Regions from separate parts of the Muntiacus reevesi genome. Here region 1 is linked to region 2. Evidence: chromatin contacts called from public Hi-C data. All regions are on one chromosome and are shown on one strand. Each heading gives the region's core, a stretch centred on a gene start, on an enhancer-like site or on the middle of the called end of the contact. The rest is flanking DNA. Distances are from core to core; before and after follow the strand shown. Region 1 holds the start of MORC2 (MORC family CW-type zinc finger 2). Region 2 holds the start of RNF185 (ring finger protein 185).

Evidence for each region. A called contact is a pair of places that touch in the nucleus more often than the background predicts.
Region 1: a contact with region 2 is called in a Hi-C map of muscle, with 2.8 times the contacts expected there. The contact joins the promoter of MORC2 here to the promoter of RNF185 in region 2. A contact is called at or near these places in 2 of 3 Hi-C or Micro-C datasets (blood and muscle).

The regions. Positions count from the first base shown.
Region 1 is chr13:4,092,127-4,098,135 of mMunRee1.1, forward strand. MORC2 (MORC family CW-type zinc finger 2) reads left to right here and starts at 2,347. Exons shown (of 27, transcript XM_065904320.1): 1 at 2,347-3,138; 2 at 3,540-3,638. The coding sequence starts at 3,571.
Region 2 is chr13:3,950,883-3,957,801 of mMunRee1.1, forward strand. It overlaps RNF185 (ring finger protein 185), which reads right to left and starts at 3,196. Exons shown (of 7, transcript XM_065904303.1): 1 at 3,106-3,196.

The DNA of each region.
Region 1 (6,009 bases), core at 1,097-3,596, 140 kb after region 2:
GAACGCTGTAGTGAAACCCTTTCAACCTCCTATTCTGGACAGGTCATGTTTTGTCACAGAATTTCAAGCTTTGAGTTCCAGTTGGTTTTTTCCTCCTTTCTCCTGAGGAAAGCATCGTATCACCACAGTCTCAAGATTCTTTTGAGGTACATCCAGATTTAATTACAAAAGAGCTAAAAGACCAACACATTTGTCTCCAAAACAGTCATTTCTCTGGAATTGAGATCATTTGTCTCTGCCCTCCAGGTAAAGGGAACAGTCAATAGATTTTTTCCAGACACTTGTATGAAATAGCAGAATCGGCTAACACCTAACAGACAAAACACTTAGGTGTGTTTGCATTTGCTTCCTTAGAGCTGTACCACGGTAAGCACCACTCCACAAAACGAAAATGTTTGAAATCCAAGTGTTCAAACATTTCTATAGTGTTTGCTGGACAATGGCCTGGAATCTGATAAAAAGCAGCTGACAATTAACAAAGAAGCAAAAATTGGCATTTTGGCCATCTTAATAACACACTTGCAAGCAAAGAGAATACAAAGCAGGCGGGGAGGAAAGTTAAGGTTTGAAACACTTCCAACTACTGACTTTGAGGTTCAGAAGAAGTTCTAACAAAACTTTTCAGAGCATGTCAACCTTCAATTAATAAAGACAAACATCTTCAGGAATTCCATGTCTAGTTCAGTCTATTCCAGTGAGACAGTTTGCTAAAAACCCACCTGCACCATTAATTAGCTGGACTTGGCAGCACCATTTAAAAATAAGCCTGCTCACCACCAACCACACGGAGCTAAGAATATAAAACAAGAGCAAGTAACGGATGGCAACCATGGTCATGGAAAATGGTTAATGAGTCAGAAAGGTAGTCAGGCACCAGAAAATAAAAAGTTGTTGGGCCAAAAATTGAATAGGTTTCTTGACACTAGAGAACACATCCACTCCTACTTTCAGCTGCTTTATATTGGGTGCCACTGTACCATAAGCATCAACCACCCTTCAGGCAACCCATAGTGAAAGGACTCAGAAGCCAAGCAGTGGAGTGTTGTTACCCCGAATATTCACTATGCATAGAACAGCTCACATATCCCAGGGATTCAACAGGGGCTTCAACTTGGTTGTGACGGGTCCCAAATGACATCTAGGCCTCAGTTTCCTCCTTGTGGCAAAGGAACTGTGGTTCTTAACTCTTCCGGGTCACAGCCCCCTCTGAAAACTTGCTGGCGATGGATCCTCATTTCCCTAAATTGCATATTCCCACTAACTTCTGCACACAATTTCAGGGAGTTTGGGGATCTCCATCTCCAATCCAAGATTTCCAGGTTCAATATCCAAGGATTGGGAATTTCTAAGTTTTCTTACAAGTCCAAAAAAAAAAAAAAAAAAAAGCCAACCATAACGAACAATGATCATTCCTTTCATCCACTGACGCTTTATGGTTTACAAAGCGCTTTCAATCCCACAAACGTTGATAGAGGAGGAAACTGAGGCGCAGACAAATTACTGAGTGACTTGCCTAAGGTCACTCGGCCAGCTGGTGGCTAGGCCCGGAAGCAAACACCGCTTTTCCGACTCCGGAGCTTGCTTCTCCACCCCGGAGTTGCCGCCAGAGCTCCCGCCCCTCACTAAGGCGGCATAAGGAGGAAAAGGCAAAGTAGAAAGCCCACCACCAACCATCCCCCGGCCCCCTCCTGCCCCCCCAACTGGGTCCTTGCAGGCCCCGAAGGGTGGCGCCAGGCCTCCAGGCCGGCCCCGGCCACCCCAGCTTCCCCGGCCGCGCCAAATCCCGCCGCCGCCGCCTCCCCGGGAGCGGGGCGGAGCAGCTGCCCGCCGCCGCCAACCACCCGGACGACTCCTCGTCGAATCGCAAACGCATAGGCCGCCGCCCGAGTTCTGCGTACGAGAAGAAAGACGCGGCGCGAGCGCCAACGGCCACCGGGCGCGCGCCGCGGCGGCCGGGCCTGCGCCCCAAGAGCTGGATGCCAGAGCAGGAGAAAGAGCCGCCAACCGATCGCTCGATCGACCGCGCGCCCGCTCCTTCGCCCTACCAGACCGGGAAGGGGGGGAGGGCGCGCCAGGGCTTCTTTGAGTTAGGGGCCTGACTCCCCGGCGACGAGACAAGATGGCTCCTCCGGTCCGCGCTGCAGCTGCCGTCCCGGCTGCGTCGCTCGGCCCGCCCCCGGTACTGTTTCTTTAAATGGCGGAGAGGGTCAAGAAAGCAGGAAGAGAGGCGCGCGCACTCACGTGACAGGGGCGGGCCCGGCTAACAAAATCCGGTCACGTGGAGACACGCTACCCGCCAATCAGGAGGCGTCGCATCAGGGCGGGGGCGGGAGGAACTGCGGCTCTGTGATTGGCGGAATGCGCCGCGGAGGCCTCGGGGACTAGGGGCGTCGGGGAGTGCGCGAGGCGGCCCGGGTTGTGTGCACTGGTGGAGACAAAGAGGTGGCGGTGGCGGCCTCGGCGGAGCAGCCCTAGACGCCGAATTTTGTAGCGCTGAGTCCTGTCACCATCTCATCTAACGCGGCGCGAGGGCGGCTGGTCTCGCGGCGGCGGCGGCGGCGGCAGCGGCGGACGCGGAGGTGGCGGCAGCACATGGTTCCAAGAGCGCCCTGCGGTTGTTGGGTTCCAATTCCGTGGGGAGGGACAAAGGCAGCTGTGAGCGCCGGGCAACGCCCAGTCGGGTGGTGCGCTCGCCACTGCCCTCGATCCGGGCCTTGAAAACTGGGACTAACTTGTCTCCGTGAAGAGGAGACCACGGGACCAAGGCCCAGTGAGGGCCTGAGAGGCTGAGGCCGCTGTCTGAGGGCAAGGGGGAGGGGCGCCGCCCGCCTGAGTTGATTGGGTGGGTCAATTCTGTGGCGACATAGTGGGCCACTGTGAGGTAATTTGACTCACTATCTTGAGGAGATTGGGGCGCACAGCAAGCTAGGTTTGATCTGGGCTTTGAAAACGGAAATCGGCCTTCAGCGCTTAGGAAATTTTTCAGTTGGTAGGTGGTGAAGCCGGAACTAACGCCATATGCACTCGAGCAACATCGTGATAGCCAGTTTGGGGCTTATTTAAGGATCCTGGGATCACTGATGGCGAAGACGTGTGGCTGTCCAATTTTATGACTGAAGTTGCTAGACTTCCGGATTGGTAAGTTTCCGGATTGGTGAATTTCCTCACAGGAAATTTAGAGGAACAACAACAAAAAACTCGGAAGAACACGAAGATGGAGCAGTGATTAAATCGCCAACTCCAGTATCAGCTACTCTAGGACGAACCACATTCCACTCAGTGAATTATCGCAAATTAATGTTAGTGTTCCTTAAGACTACAGATTTATGATGTAGTTTCTTCCAAAATATTACATCGTAGTCATTGAGAGGATAAAAAAATTTAAGGAAGAAATCAGTTTTTGTTTTAGACGTTTTTTTGAATATATTTTAGATGGATAACTAATAACTTTGTTTAACTGAGGAGCACAGATTTACCAAATTTTTACTGGAAGGAGTCCTGAAAAATCTATTCCGTTGTAACTTGTATTTCCCGATTAGTGGTTAAAGAACTGGAGACATCACCGCACTCATGGCTTTCACGAATTACAGCAGTCTGAATCGAGCTCAGCTAACCTTTGAATATCTACATACAAATTCGTAAGTATTCTGTAGGTGCCTCTGAGGTCACTGATAACTCATTGCTCGATATTGATATGGAAGTCTTTTTCCCAGGAAGTTTTGCATTTTTACTTTTTGGGATATGTCACTGGAGGAGTCTTGAGCTCTGTATGGAAGAACTGAGATCAGTGAAATGTTTGTTGCTAATCCAGAAGAATATGATCTTCCTTTACTGGATCAAAATTTGTTTGATAGAAGGCAAACTAATTCCTTGGAGTCTGTATATTGAGTTTCATTCAAGTGTTTGATAGGAATCCAACAAGTACTCATCTTGGATCGCCAAAAATTGGACTATTCTATTCAACCCATTGTCTTTGGTGACAACAGCCAAAACAGCCAATACAGTTGTGTAGTAACAAGTCTTTTTTTTTTAAGAAGGAAAAAAGAAAAAAGAATGAAGACATTTAAATGACAGCTTGTGAGAAGAAGTTATTTTTCCTCCCAGAAAACAAGTTTGCTTTATTTTTCTGGGAAATTTGTCCTCATCCAATATAGTTTTTAATATGTTAAGCAGGAAGTGATAACTTGATTAAATTCATGATTTAAATAGCCTTACCCCCAAAGTTTCACAAATCATTGAATAAATGCTGTGTTCCTTTGAGTTTGTGAAGAGATTGCCATCTCTCCATTGATCTGGAATATTTCAAGGTTAATCCTTATGCCCACTTTCTTGGAGTTGATGCAATGAGGGCATCATTGTTTAGTCTTTTAATACATTCATTTGACATTTTTGAGATGAAGGTAAGTCTCTCATTTTAATGCTAGAGAGGTGGTGAGCAGCTTAATGAATGGTCCAGAGGTCAGAAGAACCATCTTCAGGATTGAGAATATAGACTCTAGTTTTCAAGTACTAGTACAGTAACTTTAGTTGTCAAGTAATAGTACAATAATCAATAACCATTTACAGAAAAGAACCACATGTTTGTATCTGTAATTTTTTGTTTGCTATTTTTCCTATGGAGGAAATAAAATTTTTCTGAGTAGTGAATTGCAGAATGAGAGCCTGGTTTTGTTTAGGAAAGTTCTTACTGAACTAGAGTATTAGAGTAGGGATTGTAGAGGTCACCTAGGTGTAGTTTCATGTTGCAGCTGATGAATCTGAAATCCAACTAGATAAGGCCTCTGATCAAAAGTTATACCCATCTTGCTGGTAGCATAGCCATGAGCAGAACCTTTAGTATCCTTGTTTGTATTTGAGTTGCCACATTAAGAACAAACAGTTGAAGGCCACTTAGATGTTCACAGATTGTGTTTGATAAATTCATTTCTGAGTTTTGGGGTGAGGGACCAAATTTGGAATGACAGACTATGTGATGATCTTGGAAGACCATTGAAGGAGACTTGATTCTGGGTTCTTGTTTAGCTTACCCAAAGATTGTATTTGATAATAAAATGATAGTGAAAAGTGAAAGTGTTAATTGCTCAGTCATGTTTGACTCTGCGGCGCATGGTCTGTAGCCTACCAGGCTCCTCTGTCCATGGAATTCTCCAGGCAAGAATACTGGAGTGAGTAGTAGCCATCCCCTTTTCTGGGGGATGTTCCCAACCCAGGATGGAACCTGGGTCTCCTGCATCGCAGGCAGATTCTTTACCATCTGACCCATACCATCTGAGCTACCAGGGACTGTGGCTTCTGCCAGTCACATTTAAACATGGTCAGAAATAATGTTTTTTAGCAATCCTACTGGAGTAAGGGTTATTCCTGTTTTGCATTTGAGAAGACTGAAGTTCAGAGAGATTATTACATGCTAGAGGTTACACAGCTTCAAGGCAGCTTCAATGCACCAAGATTCAAAGTGGTAAGATTTATCTGGCCACATGATTAGTGCTTTTAACCATTAGGCAACACCAGCTGTAGTCAGTTTTACCTTTAAAAGCTTGTTTCCTTGTATATATGCCAGAAGGTTTACTTTCCATTTTGTGAGTCTTCAATTTTAGATTGGGCTTGCCTTGTGGCTTAGCTGGTAATGAATCCGCCTTGAATTCGGGAGACCTGGTTTGATTCCTGGGTTGGGAAGCTCTCCTGGAGAAGGGAAAGGCTACCCCCTCCAGTATTCTGACCAGGAGATAAATTTCAGTTTATCTCAGTGAACCTCTAAGTTGAGGATTCTGGGATATTTCATTTCTTTTGCTATTTTATGGCTTGAAAATAAGAGAACAGAGCAAAGGAAAGAGTTGAACCTCAGTTAAGTCTCTTGTTTGAAAAAGGAGAATTTTCTGGGAATTTGACTTACTGTGTTGAACTGGAACCACTTGCTTGCATAAACGTTTTTGAGAGTTGGATGTATCATTTTGGAAGCTCTGGAATTTATTATCTGGATCACACCTTAGAAGTTGTTTACTTTTGAAT
Region 2 (6,919 bases), core at 1,946-4,445:
GCAACAAGAGAAGCCAGCACAAGAAGCAGCCCACACACCACACCTGGAGAGTAGCCCCCACTCTCTGCAACTAGAGAAAAGTCCACACATCAATAAAGACCCAGAACAGCCAAAAATAAATGAATAAATAAATCAAGTTATCTTTTTAAAAAAAGTTTACATTCATGAAAGCCAAAAAAGACTGAGTAACTGTTTCAGATTGAAGAGACTAAGACTTGATACTAAATGCAATGTGGGAAACTGGATTGGATTCTGGAACAGAAAAAGGATATTAGTGAAACAAACAGCAAACTTGAATAAAATCCATAGATTAGTTAGTAGTACTGTATTTATGCTAAATTTATTAGGTAATTTTTTATGGTTATGTAAATGTTAACATTACGGACAGTTGGGTTAAGAGTACACTTGAAGTTTATGTATTATTTTTGGAAGTCTAAAATCATTTCAAAAGAAAAAGAAAAAAAGTACATGGAGCAGGTCAGCGGTTGGCACGTTTTTCTGAAAAGCACTATATAGTAAATGCTTTAGATTTAGCAGATCTTGTGGTTTTGGGGGCAATTACTCAACTCTGCTGCCAAAAACAGTATGTAAATTAACGGAGGTGGCTGTGTTCCAATAAAGCTTTATTTGTAGAAACTTAGATTTGATTTTCTTATAATTTTTACATATCACAAAATATTCTTCCTCTTTGGATGTAATCTACACCATTAAAAAAATGTAAAAAACCATTCCCAGCTCACAGGCCACACAAAAACAGGCAGTGGGGTCAGATCTGGGCCCCAGACTGCAGACTCCCGCTCTGGGTCTGAATTTGCCAGTGTGCTTCAATTACTCAAAAAAAAAAAAAAAGGTGCTTCACATCAATTAAGTTTGGCAACACTAGATTAAACAAGGTTAGGCACGTTTCTTATTGACGTCTCAGTGCCTTTGACAAGATCCTACACACTGAGAAGCTCTAAGAAGGGATAATCATACGTAGCTTTTTCCAAACTTACTTTAATCACAGAATACTTTTTTCAGAGGCTTCTCTTCAGACTAGTGGCCTGAAGAACACACTATGGAAATGCTGATTAAGTTACTTTTTTAAAAGGAAAACATCAGATTGAAAAGTTTTAAAGACACCACCAAATTAAAACCATTTTACTCAGCGCCTGGATAACATCTGAATAAGCACTTCACAACTTAAAAAAAAAATTCTAGGAAACACAAAAAAGGGAGGAAGAATAAACATAAGCAGGAAGTCCTGGCTCAAATCCAATCTTTTTTGGCAAAGGCATGTCAGCAGGATTGGGTCATAATAAGGAACCTCTGTTCCATAGGGCAACCTAAGCATTCTAACTGGTTTTTAAAAAGTGATCTGCTTGGAATTTTGTAAATCACAAAATAAGCAGCTTTAACGTTTAATTAGAAAATGAAAGATACTAAGAAGAGTATCTACTAAGAAGAGTACTAAGAGTAATGCTAGAAGCATTATCTGCAGATTACGGGTGAGGATGCACTGGCAAGTCAAGTCCATCAAAGAACTGGTTTTAAATGCTGAAGTTAGCCAAGAGATTGCAAAAATTCTCCCAGTAGACACATCATCTATAACAACACACTGCTAGAGAGAAGAAGAGGGATTTATGTCCTGGGGCTGGGGGGAGGCTGGCTTGAACAACCTCAAGGGAGTCTTTCAAACACAGGCTCCTCAACTGAGTCCAAAGAGTTTACTGGCTTTTCCTCATCAATCACAAAGTCTTCAGATTGATTTCCAAGTTGTGCTAAGACAATAAGCTCCAAACTGAGGGAGTGGGGACCTTTCTTAGTTATTCATTCAACAAACATTAATGGCCCTGATCAGATGGGCCATTCCAAAGTCCTTGAAAAGAATGGTACACAGAACAAAGAAGAGATTACATAAATTCAGATCCACTGGCCTCACTTTTAGGAGATGTAGGCTGGGGGAACGTAGATGTTAAGAAAAGAGGGCAGAAAAAAAAAAAGAAGTCAGCACCAGAGAAGACTCAAAATAACTACTTAGAATTAGACACTTTAAAGTTGAAAAGGACTTTCATCTAAAAACTCCTTCGACAAGAGTACACCACCTCTGGAGGCAATCCATTCCATTGCCGGTCCCCTGTGACCAGCCTTAAGTTCTTTTATTAAAATCTTGTCTTCCTGTAGAATCCACCTATTGGTCCTAGTTTCTGCCTCTTTCAACAGCAAAGATGAAGTGGAAGCTCTCTTCACTGTAACAATGCTTTTGATGACAGTTCCCTTCCATTGCTCTCTTTTCTGGGCTAAACATCACCCCGCCCACTTCCAAAGACACTAAAGGAGTTCCAGTTGCTCAAAGCAAAGAATGGATATCTAGAACCCACAGCAAGAAAGCACTTACCATTAGTGGGCTTCAAACATGGGTGTGCAAAGGATCCCCAAGGAGTATGTTCAAAATGCAGTTTCCCTGGTTCCGACTCAGATTCTAAATCAGAGCTCTTATTTGAGTCCGGAACCGTGAAGTATGCACCACACGGTATTTCAAAGCATAGGCTGTGAGAACCGTACTTAGAGAAACACTGCCCTATTTTACAAACGAGGAAACAGGCCTGGTACGGGGAAGGGACTTGGCGCAGAAAGCACAACTGGCTGTTGGCGGCGAAGTCTCCAGCTCTGGTCTCTTCCAAGCCCAACTCTATTCAGCCCGCTTCCCGGCCTCGGCTTCTCCACTGGGGGCAAACTCATTAAAAGCACCCCCCACATGAGAAACGGCCTCGACTGGGAGTCAAGAGTGAGTTCCTGACTGGAGAGGGGAGTTTGTGGGAGCCTTCTCTCTACTAAGCCTTCAGTTTCCCCAAACTGTAATCAGTGGACAAAAGACCACAACATAATCCTGAACTCCCTTCTGGGAAGGAGGGCCTGGGCAAGAGTCGGGCTTGAAGTCTCTGCGCTCCTGGGCTCAAGTGTCGAAGTCCGTGCGCCCAGTGAGGGCGGCAACCGGTCCCCGTCCCTCAACCTGGACTGCCCCGAGTTGACCCCCTAACCCCTTATGTACCTGCCTCTGCTCAGTTAACGCCGCAAAGGCCGCCCCAGCCTGTCAGCCCGTCGGTCCCTCAGCCAGTCTCTTACCTGGGTCCGTCTGTCCGGCCGGACCTCGGAGCCCTCCTACGCGGACTCTGGTCAGCTGACGCAGAGCCGCCGCTTTCCGATGAACTTCCGGCCAAAACCGGAAGAGATTGGTCCGCTGCGCTGTGCTCCGGGCCAGATCCTGGGCTCTAAGGTTCCGCTTGCCGGGAGGAAGCAAAAAAAAACCCACAAGGACTGTCTGGAATCCTTTGAGAAAGCCAAGGTGTGACCACGGAAAGCGTCAGACAAGCTTGGAACGTTTTGGAACGGAATGTGTAAGGATGATGGGAATCAGACTGACGAGAATATGTTCAAGGACACATGAGCTAACTTGAAGATCCAATGGCCAAATTGGCCCAATTTGAGCAAAATACATGATGAGTGGAACAGAGTATAACTGATTGACTAAAATGGTAACCCAGTGAGTCTTTACTGATATAAATAAAGAAGTGATTAAATAAATTTTGGAGGAGAGGAAATTCTTCCTTTTAGTAGACTATGTGGTGTGTCTGTCGTGTGTGTGTGTGTGTGTGTGTGTGTGTGTGTGTGCGCGCCGTGTTGGACTCTGTGACCCCATGAACTGTAGCCCACCAGGCTCCGCTGTCCACGGAATTTTTCAAGGCATGAATACTGGAGCGGGCTTGCTATTTCCTACTCCACAGGATCTTCCCCACCCCAGGGATGGAACCTGTGTCTCTTGCCTCTCCTGCATTGGCAGGTGGATTCTTTACCACTGCGCCACCTGGGAAACCTTTTAGTAGAATGCTGACCATCAAATATGATGGAATTAGAAAACCAGTAATGGATGGTAAACCTGGAGGGACGGGATGGTTACATGGCAAAGCGTCTCCCATAAATTACTTATTGACTACAAAGGGAAAATAGGAATTTTACAGAGGTTAACCTTGCAGGACAAGTGAATCAAAATGATCAGAGTTAACATCATCAGTTATAGGTCAAGTAAAGATCATGTGCCTCCTGAAAGAGATCAAATTTGAATATGGATTGTGGTTTTGCTGTTAATACAAATTGTATCAGTGTTTAAATTTCTACATTTGATCATAGTATTGCTGTTATCTGTTAAGAGAACTCCCCTTTTCTTAGGAAATATTCACTAAATTATTTAGGGGTAAAAGGGCACAATGTTTCCAACTTAATTTCGAATGATTCCCAAAAAATGTATAAAATTGAGAGAATAAGCAAATGAGGCAAAATAGTAAACAAGTGATGAATCTAGGTGAAGGATATGTGGAAGCTCCTTACATAATTTTTGCAACTTTTCTTTTAGTTTTAAATATCACCTGAAGAAAGTCTCTTGACACCTGGTTCTATGAAGATTGAGTCAGTAGCCCCCGTAGTCTCTGACCTCCAACACACAAAGAAGGGAGTTTGGGGGTGGAGATCAGAAACGAGGCACTCTGTACACTGGGAAAACTGGCAGAACAGGCCGTCAGATGGTTAGGTATTTTCAGGAGAAAATTCTAGGAGCCCAACTACTTGCATCTTATCATACCTAGAAAAATGTTTGTCATTAACTGAGATACGTGTTTCTCGTGACTTTCAGCAAACTTCTTTCAAGATGTGTACTTGATTGCATGTAAGTTGTGTCCGACTCTTTGTGACCCTATGGACTGTAGCCCACCAGGTTTCTCTGCCTGTGACATTTCCCAGGCAAAAATACTGGAGTGAGTTGCCATTTCCTTCTCCAGGGAATCTTCCTGACCCAGGGATTGAACCTGCATCTCTCGCATCAGCCAGCGGATTCTTAACCACTGAACCACCAGGGACGTCCTGACTGCACACACAATTATTTTAGATTTATAAAATTTTACAATTTATATGTGTGATTTCAGATATAAAAGTCACGTATATACTGACTTCCACTACCATTTGGGAGCAGTTCCTCAGAGCAGTTCCTCTAAGAAGCTATCTCCCCCTGGGTTATAGTCCTCAGTAAGTCCCCCCAAAATTGAAGCTGACTGCTGTCATACTGTGTGTTTTTATTTCACTTGACAGAAATTATATAAAAATGAAAATTTACCCTCAAAATGAAGGGAGGGCCCAGGTCCTAGCCAATTTACTTATTTACGTATGAAACATTTGTGTGCTTGACATGGTGATGCAGTAGAAAAGAAGACAAGATCTTTGCTTTCATGCCTAGCAGACAAAATATTAAACATACAATAACAAAACTAATGGGCTACTTAGCTTGGAAATATTAATAGCAAACGTTTACCGAGCTTGCCTCAGCACATTGTACGCAATGGTTCATTTGATCCTCACAGCGGTCTTGTGAATGGTTTTGGTCATTACCTCTGCTTTACAAACGGTAAAGAAAAGCTTTTAAAAGCTTATGCAATTTTAACATTTAATTAACAGTTTTCAGATGACATACTGAAAGATGATAGAGCTGCAATTTGCACTCAGACATTGCTCTCTCGAGTTCTTAACACCCATCCTCATTGTTCCATTCATTCAGCAAACATTTATTAAGTGCCTACCATTATCCCAGGGACTGTCTTAGGGGTTGAGTCTGACTAGGAGATGAAGGCAGTAGATGAAATAAACTCATAGATGAGATTCCTCATCCGCCATCCTTCTCTTCAAGTTCCTGTGGACACAGGAGATGTTTCTAGTCACATGAACCTGGATCTGAGTTCAGGCTCTGAGAAACAGAAAAGTAGCCCCTGATATCCAGGAGCTAGACTGACACTCACAGGGAGCCCTTCCTGTTCTCCTGTTCAGCATAAAAGCAGATCACAGAACATCAACATCAGACAAGGCCACTCCATGACTGTGATGGATCAAGACATTAACAAGGCCTTTCCATAATCATGTCTGAATCAGACAAAACAAAGAACATTGTCCAAAGTGCAAAAATGACCAAGTATTTCCCTACTGTGACTTATACAGAGATTGCTATTTCTTCATCAATTACAGCTTTAGTCTCTGTCTAGTGCCTTGTTCTAGATAAGATTTATCATGATAGCAAGTCATACACAGCATCCGATCCAAAAAACCTTGCTTCCTTATTTAACTATAGTTGATTTACCATATTGTGTTAGTTTCAAATGTACAGTTTCAGATTGTTTTCCATTATAGATTATTACAAGGTATTGAATATATTCCATGTGCTAAACAGTAAATCCTTGTTGTTTATTTTAATTTTTAAAATTTATTTATTTTTTAACCACACCAAACAGCTTGTGGTATTTTAGCTCCCCTACTAGGAGTCAAACCTGGTCCCTTGGCAGTGAGAGCCCAGAGTCTGAACCACTGGACCAGATTCCCTATCTGTGTTATATATAGTTGTGTCTATCTATTAATCCCATACTCCTAATTTACCCCTCTTCCTCCCCTTTCCCCTTTGATAACCATAAGTTTGTTTTCTTCATTTGTAAGTATGTTTCCACTTTGTTATTAAGTTAATCTGTATCATTTGTTTGGATGCCACATATAAGCGATATCATATACTATTTGTCTTTCTCTCCCTGACTCACTTCATTTAATATCACAACCTCTAGATCCATCCATGTTGCTGCAAATGGCAATATTTCATCCTTTTTAAAGTCTGAGAGCTCCTGGGACTGCAAGGAGATCAAACAGTTGATCCTAAAGGAAATCAGTCTTCAATATTCCTTGGAAGGATTGATGCTGAGGCTGAAACTCCAATACTTTGGCCACCTGATGCAAAGAACTGACACACTGGAAAAGACCCTGATGTTGGGAAAGACTGAAGGCAGGAGGAGAAGGGGATGATAGGGGATGAGATGGTTGGATGACATCACCAGCTTGACGGACGTGAGTTTGAGCAAGC